4 separate regions of the Mus musculus genome follow, and all the other regions are linked to region 1. The links are chromatin contacts, called in public HiChIP or PLAC-seq, Micro-C and promoter capture Hi-C maps. All regions are on one chromosome and are shown on one strand. The core of a region is the stretch at or near the end of the contact, and the rest is flanking DNA. Distances in the headings are between cores, read along the strand shown. Region 1 holds the start of Neurod2 (neurogenic differentiation 2). Region 2 holds the start of Thra (thyroid hormone receptor alpha). Region 3 holds the start of Fbxo47 (F-box protein 47). Region 4 holds the start of Psmd3 (proteasome (prosome, macropain) 26S subunit, non-ATPase, 3).

Region 1 (3,513 bases), core at 682-3,181:
AGTTGCAGAGCCTATAAAGGTCTTCTTGTCCTTGGTGACCACCAAGGCAACTGGGTTGGTGAAGGGGTCCTGGGTTCTAGTCTCAGCTTGCTCCCCTCCTCCTCCCCCTGGGTACCTAGCTATATCCATTTCCCTGCACTGCCTCTGTGGAAGGAAGAGGAAGTGCCTGGCCTTTGGACCTTCTTTCAGCCCCTGACCTCCAAGTGTCCAAGCTTCATACCGACTTTCTCAAGGCCTTTCAAGCCAGCATGTGTCTCTGTGGAGCACCTTGTTCATTCTGAACGTCGAATTCTTGTCTTATCAGCCCAAGACTCCCTTGAGAAGGGTTCTCCAGGTAAGACCAGAGGGCATCCACTTGGACTAAGGGATGTGGTGCGGTCTTCCTTTTGTCTGTGTGGTTCTGTGCTTGCTATGTGGCTGGCTGGCATCTGAATATGTGAGCCAAGGTTGTTGGGTGTGCACAGGTAGGTCAAGGGAGAGACAAGAAATTTGGGCCTGAAGACAGCACCTGCCTGAGTCCAGTGTGGTCAAGGGTCTCTACCCCTGACTGCAAGTACTTGTCTCTCACACAGGTTAACTCTGAACAGGGGTGTGTTTCCATTTTCTCCACCACAGAGTGAGGAACTGGTGGGAAGGTGGGTGTGTCGGAAGCTCCTCCCTTTAACCTGTACCATTTGCATCTGTGTCTGGCAGGATAGGAACCTTGCAAGGGGAACTGTAAAATAAAGCATCCATTTCCTACCTCCCTCAGCAAGACACCTGTCTGGTCTTCTCCTCTCTGGCCTCTCCTGTGACTGATGGGGTCAGCCTCTGTGGCTTTTGTATTTTCTGCAGAGAGGAAGAGTGCTGGGTCCTGTCTAAAAACTCTAAGCGGCCTGCAACCAGTCATACCCTTTCCTTCAGCTAACCAAATCAGAAGGCCAAAAGAGAGGCATTGGTGGATGGCCTACCTGGCAAGGATCAGGGGTGGTAAGGCCTCAGTGACTCAAGAAGGAGGAGGAAGAGGAGGAAGAGGGCTTCTGGGTTAGGAATCCAGATCTGTGCCCACCTTAACCCAGATAGGGACACATAGCTCATCTCCAAATCCCTCCCCACCCCACCCCACCATACATTTGCCCTTGACACCCAAGGAAAGATCTCCTGTGTGATGACTACACAGATAGACACACATGTCCCCACAGACACACACACACACACACACACACACACACACATGAGCACTCGCGTGCGCACGCACAACACGCCCATGCAGAGGCACAGACACCCAGGGAGGCAAATCTTTCCCTTTCTCTGTCTTTCCCTTGGTTTGAATTTTGTTCAGCCACATATGTTGTGTGTGCGTGAGGGTGGGTGGGGGAGGGGCAGACAGGGATGAGGAATGGCATGGTGCCAGCATCTACCTATGGGGCTTGGGCCAGGGATGCCCCCCACACCCACCCTGGAAGGAGCCTCAGCTGTCCCTTTGTGGTGGAGGGGATTCTCTTGGGGAGCGGCAGTAAGCACCGAGGTCCCTTCTCCACACCCCAGGGTCTGGTCCTGACCCACCTTAGGGACCTGGAGACAGGGAAATGGACAGATCAAGACCCTGGAGAGAGCCCTGAATTGGCCTGGCAACCACAAACCGCCAATTCCCAGACTTGCCACCCCATTGTTCCCATGTGGGGGGTTCTATATCTGAGGGGGGCAAATCCTCCCACCTCCCTCTCAATCTCTGCTTTTCCTGCGTTGGGCGGGGAGGGGAGGGCGGCAGAGATATTTATTTATTTCCTTTATTTATTTAATTTTTTTTTTTTTTTTTGGAGTAGAGAGTGACAGATGGCGGCGGGTCCCGGGGGAGCCGGCTCTCCCCCAATGCAGACGCATGCCAATCACCGTCTCTCATGTGATAGCTGCTGCCCGTGACGTGCCAAGCCCATATGGCCTGGCATAGAGGCTGGTACCCCGCCTGGTAGAGATGCCACACTCGCTCCGCGGCTCGCATGGCGCTCTGAAGACGCCGGCGCCCGCCGCCTTGAGGAACCGCTGCCCCCGCTCCCTGAAGATGGGGGAACAATGAAATAAGCGAGAAGATTCCTCTTCTCCCCCCTCTCTCTCTTGCCCCCTCCCCCCTCCCCTCCCCTCTCCCCTTGACTCCTCTCTGAGGTAAGTTGTCCGAGAGGGAGCTAGATCTGACCTGCTATTAGTGGTGGGGGGGCGCTGCTTCGGACATGGAAGTCCCCCCCAGTTCTCCTATTCCTGGGACCCTACCCCCTTACGGGATGGGCAGCGGGGGCGCCCCGTGTTCTCTCTCCCATTGGGGCCGCAGCTTAAGGGGCTGCGGAAGGAGATGGTATGCCTAGGATGGGCTGAGGGGGAAGGGTCATGAGGCACTCGAAGAAGCGAAGATGGGACCCCCCCCATGACTGTCCCGAAGGAACCTGTGACCTTTTCCCACCACCAAAAAAGATAAGCAAACAAATAAATTTGGATTTTTCCCCAAGGATCTCAAAATACAACGAGATCTGTAGAGACGTGTGGGAGGGAGGGAGTTTGAAGAGGGGAAGAGGGTCCCTGACCGCAAGGGAGACGAACAGGGTTCGCTTTTGGGTCTCCTCCCCACGCCCGGCTTCTTCAGTCCCCGCACCCGGAGCCCGCTCCGGGAGACCCGTAAGCAGCAGCTAGAGAGGAGACGGTGCTCCGGTGTCTAGAATTGGGGCTGCGGGGGTGGGGGCCCGGCCGGGGGCGGCGCGCGGCCAACTTGCAAATTGGATTAGGGAGCTTGGGGGTGAGAGGCACCGGAGGGCTTGGGGAGCCAGGCCGAGGGGCCGGACCGTGGAGAGGAGGAACCGGGGCAGCGTCCCCACGGCGGCCGCCCAGCTTCTCTCCGTCACCGGGAGAGAGCTGGCTTTCGGGCGAGAGCACCGCCTCCCCGGGAAGATGGACCTGGTCCCTTAACCCCCCACCTGGTCAAGCTCTCTGGGACCCCGACACCGGCCGAGAGCAGCTTCCTTCCGGGCCAGGGGCGGAGCAGGAGCCCGGATCTCGGGCAAGGGCCTGGGCCGCGGTCCCCCACTGGCAGCCGGGCAGGGCTGGGCCGGCTCTGGGCGGGGCAGCAGGACGTAGTGGGCATCGGGGGCCCCTGAGCTGGGGCGCTCACGGAGACTTGGGGGGTGGAGGCGGGTTGGGGGGTCGTGGTGACCCCGGCGCGCCCCTCACTCTGTGCTGTCTGTCTCCCCGCCCCCGGGGCGCCCTCAGGCACCATGCTGACCCGCCTGTTCAGCGAGCCCGGCCTCCTCTCGGACGTGCCCAAGTTCGCCAGCTGGGGCGACGGCGACGACGACGAGCCGAGGAGCGACAAGGGCGACGCGCCGCCGCAGCCTCCTCCTGCTCCCGGGTCGGGGGCTCCAGGACCCGCCCGGGCCGCCAAGCCAGTGTCTCTTCGTGGAGGAGAAGAGATCCCTGAACCCACGTTGGCTGAGGTCAAGGAGGAAGGAGAGCTGGGCGGCGAGGAGGAGGAGGAAGAGGAGGAGGAGG
Region 2 (3,517 bases), core at 299-2,798, 410 kb before region 1:
CATGTGTGCATGCATGCATTCGATAGTGACTTTCTCGGTGTGGGTGACAATGACTCCTTCTTACCCCTGTGTGACAGCATCTCCCTGTGATCCTATGCGTGGGTATGTGCATAGGCCGTCTCTCCGCCCTGCTCTTGGTCTCCCGTGGGTGTGTCCCACCCTTTGAGCTCCACTCTGCAGTGGAGGCCTGCCTCTTCCCTTGTCCCCATGTGGGTGTGTCCAGCAGCTCCTGTCCTTGAATCTGCCTGGATGTCCCCGAGTGAGCATGTAGCTGTCTGTGTAGGCATATCTGTTGTCTGCATGTCACCTTTGCCTCCCCCTTCATCTTGGACAATGGCCCCCTTCATCCCCTCCCCCTCCTGGGTCCAGAGCCAGCATTCAGGGGCAGGCCTCCCGTCTCCCTGGCTTTCCTTCTGTGTGCTCCCCCCTCCAGTCCCTAAAATGGGTGGCTCTCTTCATTGCCTCTGACATCTTCCCAGGCCTTCTTTTCACACTGGACAAGGGAGGGCCCAAGATAGAAAAGGGGCACCAGAGACACGTTGCAAGGGAGGGAAACGGGGAGCATGCACGCGCGCGCGCGCGGACACACACACACACACACACACACACACACACACACACACAGAACACGGGTCCATTTCTTCCTCTCTTCCCCAACCACAGGCCAACAATTCTCCTAATCATCTAGGGACCATCAAGTACACCCCCACTACTACAAGCTCACACTCCCCCCACCCCACCCCACCCGCCGCGTTTTTGCAATTAGGAGTGTTGCAACCAGAAAGCCATGCTCAACTGGAGAGGTGGGGAGGGGAGGGGGGCTTCTCTCTCCTCCAGCCCATGCAAGCCCCTCCACCCTGCCGCACCCACATTGCCCTTCCTAGCTAGAGACAGCTTTGCAAAGGCCATTCGGTCTCTTTGGCTGGGGGGGTGGGGGGACACGACAAGCTTCTGGCACACCGTAAACAAACCGCGGCGGGGCGGGCGGGGGAGCCTCGGCAGGCAGCGGGGCCCAACCCGGGAATGCGCAGCAGACCGGCCGGACAGAGGCCGGGGCGGGCCCTCGAAGGGGAGGCCCAGACGCCATCTCCCTGGGCGAACCCCGGGGCCCACCGACCACTTAACAGCACCTTCTTTCCCCAGGGCGTAAGTGGCTAGCTCTCGGGCTGTGACAGGGTCACCCGGGCGCCGGAAAAGACTGAGGTCGGCGGCGGGAACCCCCTGGGCGCCCCCAGCCCGCCTCCAAGCTGGCCAGAGACCCGCGGCTTTGCATAATCAATCGCGATGCATTTGCATATTAATGCCCCCTTGCTCCCTCCTCCTTACCTCGGCTTGGCGCGCTGGTCCGAGCTGAGCAACGACGCGGGGGTCTCAGCGCCCCGTGCCGGGGGCGTCCATGGGGGGCCGGTGGGGCCCGGGCCGCCCGCCTCCAGCGCCGGGGTGTGAGTGCGAGTGAGCGCGGGGGGGCGGGGGGCGAGTGTGGCGGCCCCGCGGCTCCTCCGGCAGAGGCGGCGGCCGCTCTGGCTCCTCCCTCCCCCGCCCCGCTCCGGCTGGGGCTCCAGCTCCGCGCGCCCGGCCGGCTCGCGGCTGCTCCCTGCAGGCCGCCTCGCAGTCGCCGGTCCCCGCCCCTCGCCCCCCGCCGCTCCCCAGCTCCTGGCCGGCCGCCCCGCAGCCCCTCTACCGCCTTGGCCCCTACCAGGCTCAGACTCGCCCACCTCACCCCCGCCCCCCCTACGGCTCCATCCAGGAGCGACGGTCGGTGACACGTTTTGAGAAAGATGTCATTTTCAAATAAAATAGCTTTCATTTGCGAGGAGAATTGGGGGAGGGGGGTTCTGGTTTGCACCCTGGGGTAGGGGGAGAAGGACCGAGGAGATCACTGCACCTTATAAATCCGGGAGGAAGTCCAGATACCAAACGCTAAGGGTAGTTTCAGAGTTCGGGTCCCTTCTTTGCGAACAACTCCCTGTGTGACCTTGAACACATTACAGCATCCAGGGTAAGAGCACAAAATCCAAAGGTTGGACAGGTTACTTCTGAAATCCTCCTAACTTCAACCATCCTATTTCTAGCCGTTTTGGAGGCTCGTTCCACATTGTGCCTCCTCTCTCGTTTCTAACATTAATGCTGAATCCACTGTCTCCTCTTGCAAACGTCTCTGTTCTCCATGGAAGCTCTTTCTAGTCACTGCCCACCAGCCATTCCCCAACAATATACTCCTATACTAAGCTTGGGGAATGGGGGTGGACAAGACTCGCTACAGCCCCTTATCTCCCAGCTTCTCAGAGGTGATATTTCCTCTCCTGTGTATACCATCAAAATCCAAATGGTTCAAGGGCCAATCTAAGCAACAGAGTGGCTGCAAATAGGTGGACTCCTTTTCTCAAAGGAGAGGTCTCCATGCCAGTTCCGGACCCTTGCGCGCGCACGCGCGCGCACGTGCGCCAACCACACACACAAAACACACAACACACACACACACACACACATACACACACACACCTGCATTCGTGGACATAAAACCCTGCCAGTGACGCCAGAGCCCCTTTCATCTTGGGATCTACTACCGCCAGGCAGAGGTCTAATTACCCTAGCACCCCCCTCTGGCCCCGCCGGTTCCCCCGCTATCATTAGCCCAGTTTTACCAGCGGGGGCCATAGCCTTCCCACGGCTCCCAGGGCGGAGCCCTGCCTCCACAGCCTGCTCTTGGGGAGGAGCCAGAGAGTGTGTCTGGGGAGCTGCTCTTCTAACCGTTCAGTTCATACTGGATAGAATCGTTTGCTGAGTGGGTTGCTGACCAACAGTCTCTCCAAGTTGGGCTGCCCTTGCACATCTTAGTTCCAGCCACCTACATCCTGAGCCAATGGACTCACTTCTCTTACAAGGGGTTTTAAGGGTTTACAAGGGATGAGGAGAAGGGAGAATGCCTCTCGTGGGGCTCCCGATAGGGAAGGGACAGGAAGCTGGATGAGGGAGGAACGAAGTGGAAGCCTACGGTTACTGGGGATGGCAAGGGGGACTGAAGGACACACACAATGGTTGAAAGAAGCCTGCACTGTACAGCGGCAGCTGCAGTGGGGAAATTGAGGCTCCAGTGTGCAGAGTCAGCAAACAGTAAATGAACCAGCTCAGTCCCGGCTCCCAGCGGACATGCAACAGCTGTAGTGTAGAGAAGGCTGCAGTGTGCTCTCAGTGCACTGAGGCACCAGGGTGGCTGGCTGCCAATCGAAGCCACCTCTACAATAACCAAATCTGGTTGAAACCCTGGGGAACAAGGCCGTGTACAGACTCAGGGTCCATGCTCACATGGAAGTAGGCTCTTGGGATTGGGGTACCAGAGGAGCTGAGGGATAATCCCAGGGAATGAGAAATACAATTATATTCTGCCTCACTGAGGCAGGACTCAGAGGCTGGGGACTCAGATTTCAGCAATAATCTAGACCAGGACAAGGACTGAGAAAACCCAGGGCACCAAGGTGGTACTCGTCTCTGATACTCTCGTCTCTCTTCACAGTCT
Region 3 (3,120 bases), core at 184-2,683, 450 kb after region 1:
ATTTCCAAAAGAAACCTGGAGGAAGATTTAGAAGAGGGAAGTCAGGACTTTGAGGATGCTAGGGGTGGAAACTAGGCTCCAGTGTGTTCTAGGCAAGCATTCTACCGCTAGGCTACTCCAACCCAGGGAAGTCAGGGTATCTGTTATCTACTTTAACTGGTTGTTTGGTTTTCTTGTGTTTCTATGTGGATAGGTGTTTTTCCTGAATATATATGCCTATGTACCTGAGGAGTCTAGGAGGCCTGGACTACAAGAGACCCAGTCTCAAATAATATGTATCATTCTGTTATATCTTTAAGGCCTCCCAGACAGCCTGCCCCACTGCAGGCTTCCATCTGAATCAAGCCCTGCATACTGGATCATGATTTTTGTAATCCCAGCACTGTAACTGGCTCATGCAAGAGTCAGAGGTTTAGGCTAGCCTAGCACTACCCAACAAGACCTTGTCTCAAAGAAAAAGAGAAAAGAAAAAGACACAGAATCTGTAAATAAATGAGAATTTAATATTAAGGGCTTTGGGGGTGGGGTGGTTGAGCCAGATTCTCAAGTAGCTTAGGCTGGTTTAGCCTCCTGCCTCCATCGGGAAATGCCATCACACCAGGCATCTAACAACTTTTTAATGAAAAGCTCTTGTGACAGATCCTGTTGGCCCAGGGGAAGAGTGAATCGGAAACTGCCTTAAAACTGAGTGTAGGGATGGAGAGATGGCTCAGTGGTTAAGAGCACTGACTGCTCTTCCAGAGGTCCTGAGTTCAATTCCCAGCACCCACATGGTGGCTCATAACCATCTGTGATGAGAACTGATGCCCTCTTCTGGGTGTCTGAAGACAGCAAAAGTGGACTCCTAAACGTAAAGTAAATAAAATCTTTTTTTTAAAACCTGAGTGTAAAAAAACGTAGTGGAGCGTATAACTCCTCCAAGTTTGAGATCTCCATTTACAGCCTCCCCACTTACCCTACCATAAGAGCTCCCGTTTCTCCCGTTCAGCAACTTGGTGTCTAAAATGGAGGTAGCACGGGCTTTTAAGGGCCTCACTCCGAATAACATCCCTGAACAGGAGGGCACCATGGGAGCCTCTGCTTAGTATTCATGAGAGGGCGTGGCCTGCTTGGGGGCGTTTCCCGAGAAGGTTCTGGGTATTCATAAGGGAAAGACTGAAGAGCCGAGGTTTCTTTCTATTCGCGAGGGGGTGGGGCCTCCTCCCGTGCGTGGACTCCTGGGAGTGCTCCGAGCGATTCAAGAGAGGAGGCAAAAGAGCCGAGGATCCCGGCGTCTCATCCTTTCTTGAGAGGGTGAGGCTCCGCCCGCAGGGTTCCCGGGAGATCTCTGAATATTCATGAGGGGAGGGGCAGAGGAGGCGAGGCTGCTCGATATTCATGAGGGGGCGGAGCCTCCTCCCGCTGGGGCTCCTGGGAGAATTCTAAAATCTACTTGAGGCGACGGGGGCGCCCGAGAGCTGAGGACGCAGCTCCGGGGCGGAGCGGAGAGAGCGGAGCAGGATCCGCCCCCATTATCTGGCGGGAAAAGCCTGAGGAGATTTTTTTTTTTAATTTTTTATTTATTTTTATTTTTAAGTATTTGTGAAATCTGAGGATGGTGGGACGAGACGACTAAATCCCACTTTCCTGTGATACTGTAGCCGGAAAAACTGTCGAAATCTGTGGTAACAAGTGTTTTATATTCCCCAGTACTTCCGGTAGAAATAATTGCGTGTTTTTCAGCAGGTCCTATTTGATTTTTATGCGGGCCAGTTTCTGCTCTGGTTCCCTAGGTGACCTCTTTGGCGGTGTTTAGCGCTGGCAAAGGAACGTTAAGACAAAGCGCGGTGACTTGCTGGGGTATTTTTTCCCCTCCGGAAGAGGGTGTGGGGGCAGGGACGAGGTCGGCGCCCTTAGACCCGCCCCGTTCTCGGTGCGTGGGCGGGGCAGTGCTGCCTGTCACCGGCTCCTCGGAGGCCGAGGCAGGAGGCTCGAGAGTTCCACGCCCGCCGGGGAGCCACAAGGGAAAAACTGTATCCCATTGTCACAGGGCTTGTGCGCTTCGTACCTTCAGGCTAAGGGGAAAGCAGGAAGAGTTTGGTAGGAAATAGGTACTGTTTCCACAAAATCCTGCGCTCCTCCACCCCTAAAATAGGTCTGAGGGAGGAAAGGGAGACTTAAATGTTGGGGTTTTGTTTTCTTTTGTTTTGTTGGCTTTTTGTTTGTTTGTTAGTTTGTTTCCACTACAGTGTTTCTTTGTGAAACCACCCCAGCTGCTGTGGGACTTGCACTGTTAGACTCCCACAGACCAGGCTGACCTCGAACTCAGCCTTTGTCTCCCTTGTTGCTGGGACTATAGCTGTTCGCCAGTTGAGTCTAAGTTTTGAAATAACTGGGATCAGTTGGTTTTTGTTTTTTTTCTCTCAGAGATTTAAGTGAAAAATTATACATACACGTTATGTCTATACCCTTAATAGGTGATAAAGACCCCTGGGAGGAGGTTGTTTAGCCCCACACTAGTCTGACTAGGATGGAAGTTTCTGGAAGAAAAAGCAAATTTATGTTTTATTATAGTAAAAATACTTGAAAATTCTGTAGTAAGCATGGCAGTGGTGTTGCACGCCCTTAATCTCAACACTTGGTAGGCAGAGGCAGATGGATCTGTGTGACTGGATCTCTGTGAGGCCAGCCTGGTCTACTGAGTGAGTCCCAGGACAGCCAGCATTATTACACAGAGAAAATAAGGAAAAAAAAAAAGGTAAGAAAGAAAGAGAACAAAAGAAAAATTAAAATTAATAACAACCTTTTTAATTAAGTCAATCAGAATTCTTCCACTTGGAATTACATGAGGATATTAAAATACATATTCTTGTAGAAATACATGTATTGGCATTGAATTAAATTGTAATAAGATTACAAAATAGTATGAGTCCTTACTTTTTTGTCGAAAATGAATACATAAATACAATTTTCACAGTAATATAAACACCAAAATACATGAGTGAATTTAGTTTTCTTTCACTTAGCTGTGTTTTATAAAAATAAACATATTGTGTAAAGGTAGCCATTTTCACAATTACTAATCTGAAATTTCACTGAAATCTGAAGTAAAGCGCAACTATAGTCATTTGTTTGTTTGGT
Region 4 (3,089 bases), core at 363-2,862, 350 kb before region 1:
TGGATGTATTAAATGAAGACAACAAAAAGAAAATGACAATATCTTTACATACGAATGCCCTGATCCAAATTGAATACTTAAGTGATTTCAATTATGGAGCAGTTTGAAAATACACGAGGAAATATGTCAACTCTGGTTAAAAGTTTCTCCCTGTTGCTTTAAAATGCTCACATGTTCCAGAATTTCTACAGTGAATACAAACCATGAAATATTTCACGATGCTGAGTGACATTTCTGCCACTGGAAACTTTTATTTCAGGAAAGAAGACCTTTACTGTATACAGATCTTGTTACCAAGTTTAGAATGGGAGTTGATGCAGTCTATACATACTTACACTCAAAAGTACAACTCAGGGCATGACTTGGCCTATCACCATGTTTTAAAGTAGTTTCTCGTGCAGTTGAGACACACACACACACACACACACACACACACACACACAGAGAGAAAAAACTACAGATCACCCGGAAAAGTCTCATCGCGCGCACATGGACAAGATATACTAAGTGGAAAAAGTAAAAGAGCAACTTAAGCGGGACAAGGGGACAATAGGAGCCTGAGAACGGGTCTCTGGTGTTGGCTTATAGGAGTCGGGGCCACAGGTAGGCATTATAAACTAAAAGAGAAAGAAGGCAGGGGTGGGGGGGGAGGGGGTCTGATTCAGAAGTAAAAGCGTGCGTGTGCTTGAACTCTTTAGGAAAGGAGGGGTAAGGTCCTTAAGAGAGTGGAAAAGTGCACCGGGACTTTTAGTTTAGATGCTTCAACTACAGAAGGAAGGCAGAAGGTAGAAATGGCTCTCCGAGGGAGTTTGCTAAAGGAGCCTAGAGCTACAGAACCCATTTTTATAAACTCTTAAACTAAGAGGCTAGTGTAATCTGTTACCCTGGTTTCTCTAGACACAAATACAAATGCTACTTTCTACATAGCAATAACAGGCGCTAGAATCGGTCGGATGGAGTAGATCACTGGGAAGGACTGAAGAAAAGGCTCGGTGAGACTAAGATGCAACCCCAGAGGAGGAGAGCAGTCCGCAGACTGGAGAACAGGTTCGGTCATCGGCTGGGGTCGAGGGAGTCAGGGTGGTTGGGCGGGCACTTCTGACCCCAGCTCCATTGACCGAAGGAACCAAGGTAGGTGGAGGCTACGCAGAGGTCCCAGCAAGAAGTCGCATCACCCTGGCCGCTGTCACCGGTGATCGCGGCACGACCCCGACGTGGGCTCCCGTACCTTCTAAGGTGACAGTGTCCAGCTCTCTCTGGGAGTGCTCGGTCGCAGCTGCCTTGCCGTCTCCCTCCCCCGTGGAGCCGCTCCCAGCTGCTGCCTCCTCTTTCATCTCCACATCCTGGGGGGCCGGTGGCGGCGGTTCTTGTTCCCCTCCCGGCGGCGGCTTTGCCTTGTCGGCGCCTCGGCGCCGCGCCGAGCCCTCCTGCTTCATGGCGCCCGGGGTCGAGGCCTAGTCCGGGGACCGAAGCAGGGGCCTCGCGTAAACCCTCACACCAGAGACCAGGCACAGAGCCGGGCCTGCACACCAGCGCGGGCTCGCGTCGGGCCGCACGATGACCGAGCAGCTGCAAACTCCTTCCCGGCGCTGGGGCTTCTGGGAAATGCCAGGCATGGCGAGCAGATGGCCGAGTCCAGGGAGGGAAAATAAATCAACAGCCGAGGTGCACGATGAAGGCGGATCTTCTAGGAAGTGGGAGGAGTCTTCAAGAAACGATGAAGGCGGACCTTCTAGGAACTGGGAGGAGTCTGCAGGAATTTGTGGGACCTGAGAGTGGTGATTTTATCTTCCTCTCTAGTGTACATCTTTGGATGTCCGCGAGAGGTCACTTTAGACTCCAAGCTGGGCTACAACAGACTCTAACATGTAAGTGGGTAGGACCTATCGGAGCTCAGATGGGGATGACATCATGAGTTGCCGGGCAGATTCCTCTCCACCCCCCTAACCCCCGCCCCGGTCAAGCTCTCCCAGTTTGCGCGGGTCAGGTCCCCAATGAAATCCGCCAGGCTCGTGCTCTCAACGCCCGCCAGATGCTTCCAGCACCAGAAAGAAAAGGAGCTTGTGGACGTGTAGCTAGGCTGTTTGGCTTTCGATAAACTGAGCTCAACCCCCAGGGCATCCGAACTTCCTTGTCAAATTTTTGTATAATGCTGAGTATAAGGCATACCTTCTCTGCAGCCTGGGAATGTGGGGGTCGTGTGTATTTGTGTAGAATTAGTCAAATTTAATAATAGGAGTCCACGTTGTATACTGCTCAGGGCCAGTATATATAAGATTGTTGAAAAACCCAACATGCCCAGCGTGGTGGTGCATGCCTTTTATCCCAGCACTCAGGAAGCAGAGACGGGTGGGTTTCTGTGAGTTCGAGGCTCAGCATGGTTTACAGAGTGAGTTCCGGGACCACCAGGGCTACACGGAGAAACCCTTTCCCGAAAAAGTAAACAAACAAACAAACACCAGCTCAAGAATGTAATGTAGGGCTAGGTGTGGTACATAATTTTAATCTCAGTGGTACACAACTTTAATCTCAGCACTAGGGAGATCTTTGAGTTCAAGGCCAGCCTGGTCTACATAGCAAGCTCCAGGACAGCGGGAACTACACAAAAAGACCCTGTCTCCAAAAAAAGAAAAAAAAAAGAAAGTAATGTTGAGGGGGTGGTGAGATGGCTCAAGTGAGTAAAGGTGCTTGCCAAGTATGAAGACACGAGTTTGATCCCTGGGTCCCATGGTAGAAGGAGAGAACTGAGTCTCACGCTTTTCTCTGACCTCCATAAGCATGCTGAGGCTCGAGTTCCCCTCCCCCATAAATAAATGCTTTTTTTTTTTTTTTAAAGGTTTTTCTGTATTGCCCTGGATGTCTGGGAACTCACTCTGCTTCCCAAATGCTGGAATTACAAGCATTTGCCACCACTACTAAGCATAAATGCTTTTTTTTTTAATTAGATATTTTCTTCACTTACATTTCAAATGCTATCTCCAAAGCCCCCTATATCCTTCCCCCTTCCTGCTCCCCAACCCACCCACCACAGCTTCCTGGCCCTGGCATTCCTCTGTACTGGGGCATATGATCTTTGCAATATCAAGGGG

The links. A called contact is a pair of places that touch in the nucleus more often than the background predicts. HiChIP or PLAC-seq counts read pairs in DNA pulled down with a chosen protein or histone mark. Capture Hi-C pulls out chosen DNA fragments and counts their contacts.
Region 2: a contact with region 1 is called in a Micro-C map of embryonic stem cells, with 2.5 times the contacts expected there. The contact joins the promoter of Thra here to the promoter of Neurod2 in region 1. A contact is called at or near these places in 5 of 39 promoter capture datasets (cranial neural crest, embryonic stem cells, hippocampal neurons and 2 more) and 2 of 484 Hi-C or Micro-C datasets (cortical neurons and embryonic stem cells).
Region 3: an H3K27ac HiChIP or PLAC-seq map of large pre-B cells shows a contact between it and region 1, with 4 times the contacts expected there. The contact joins the promoter of Fbxo47 here to the promoter of Neurod2 in region 1. A contact is called at or near these places in 2 of 115 datasets of contacts at active chromatin or transcription factors (large pre-B cells and pancreatic cancer cells).
Region 4: a contact with region 1 is called in a promoter capture Hi-C map of liver. The contact joins the promoter of Psmd3 here to the promoter of Neurod2 in region 1. A contact is called at or near these places in 1 of 39 promoter capture datasets (embryonic stem cells), 2 of 484 Hi-C or Micro-C datasets (forebrain and nephron progenitors), 8 of 115 datasets of contacts at active chromatin or transcription factors (the 230-238 cell line, craniofacial prominence, embryonic stem cells and 3 more) and 1 of 9 other capture datasets (liver).

Annotation. Positions count from the first base shown.
Region 1 is chr11:98,328,063-98,331,575 of GRCm38.p6, reverse strand. It overlaps Neurod2 (neurogenic differentiation 2), which reads left to right and starts at 1,931. Exons shown (of 2, transcript NM_010895.3): 1 at 1,931-2,142; 2 at 3,235-3,513. The coding sequence starts at 3,240.
Region 2 is chr11:98,739,816-98,743,332 of GRCm38.p6, reverse strand. It overlaps Thra (thyroid hormone receptor alpha), which reads right to left and starts at 1,548. Exons shown (of 10, transcript NM_001313983.1): 1 at 1,327-1,548.
Region 3 is chr11:97,882,467-97,885,586 of GRCm38.p6, reverse strand. It overlaps Fbxo47 (F-box protein 47), which reads left to right and starts at 1,433. Exons shown (of 11, transcript NM_001081435.1): 1 at 1,433-1,664.
Region 4 is chr11:98,681,077-98,684,165 of GRCm38.p6, reverse strand. It overlaps Psmd3 (proteasome (prosome, macropain) 26S subunit, non-ATPase, 3), which reads right to left and starts at 1,612. Exons shown (of 12, transcript NM_009439.1): 1 at 1,229-1,612. The coding sequence starts at 1,436.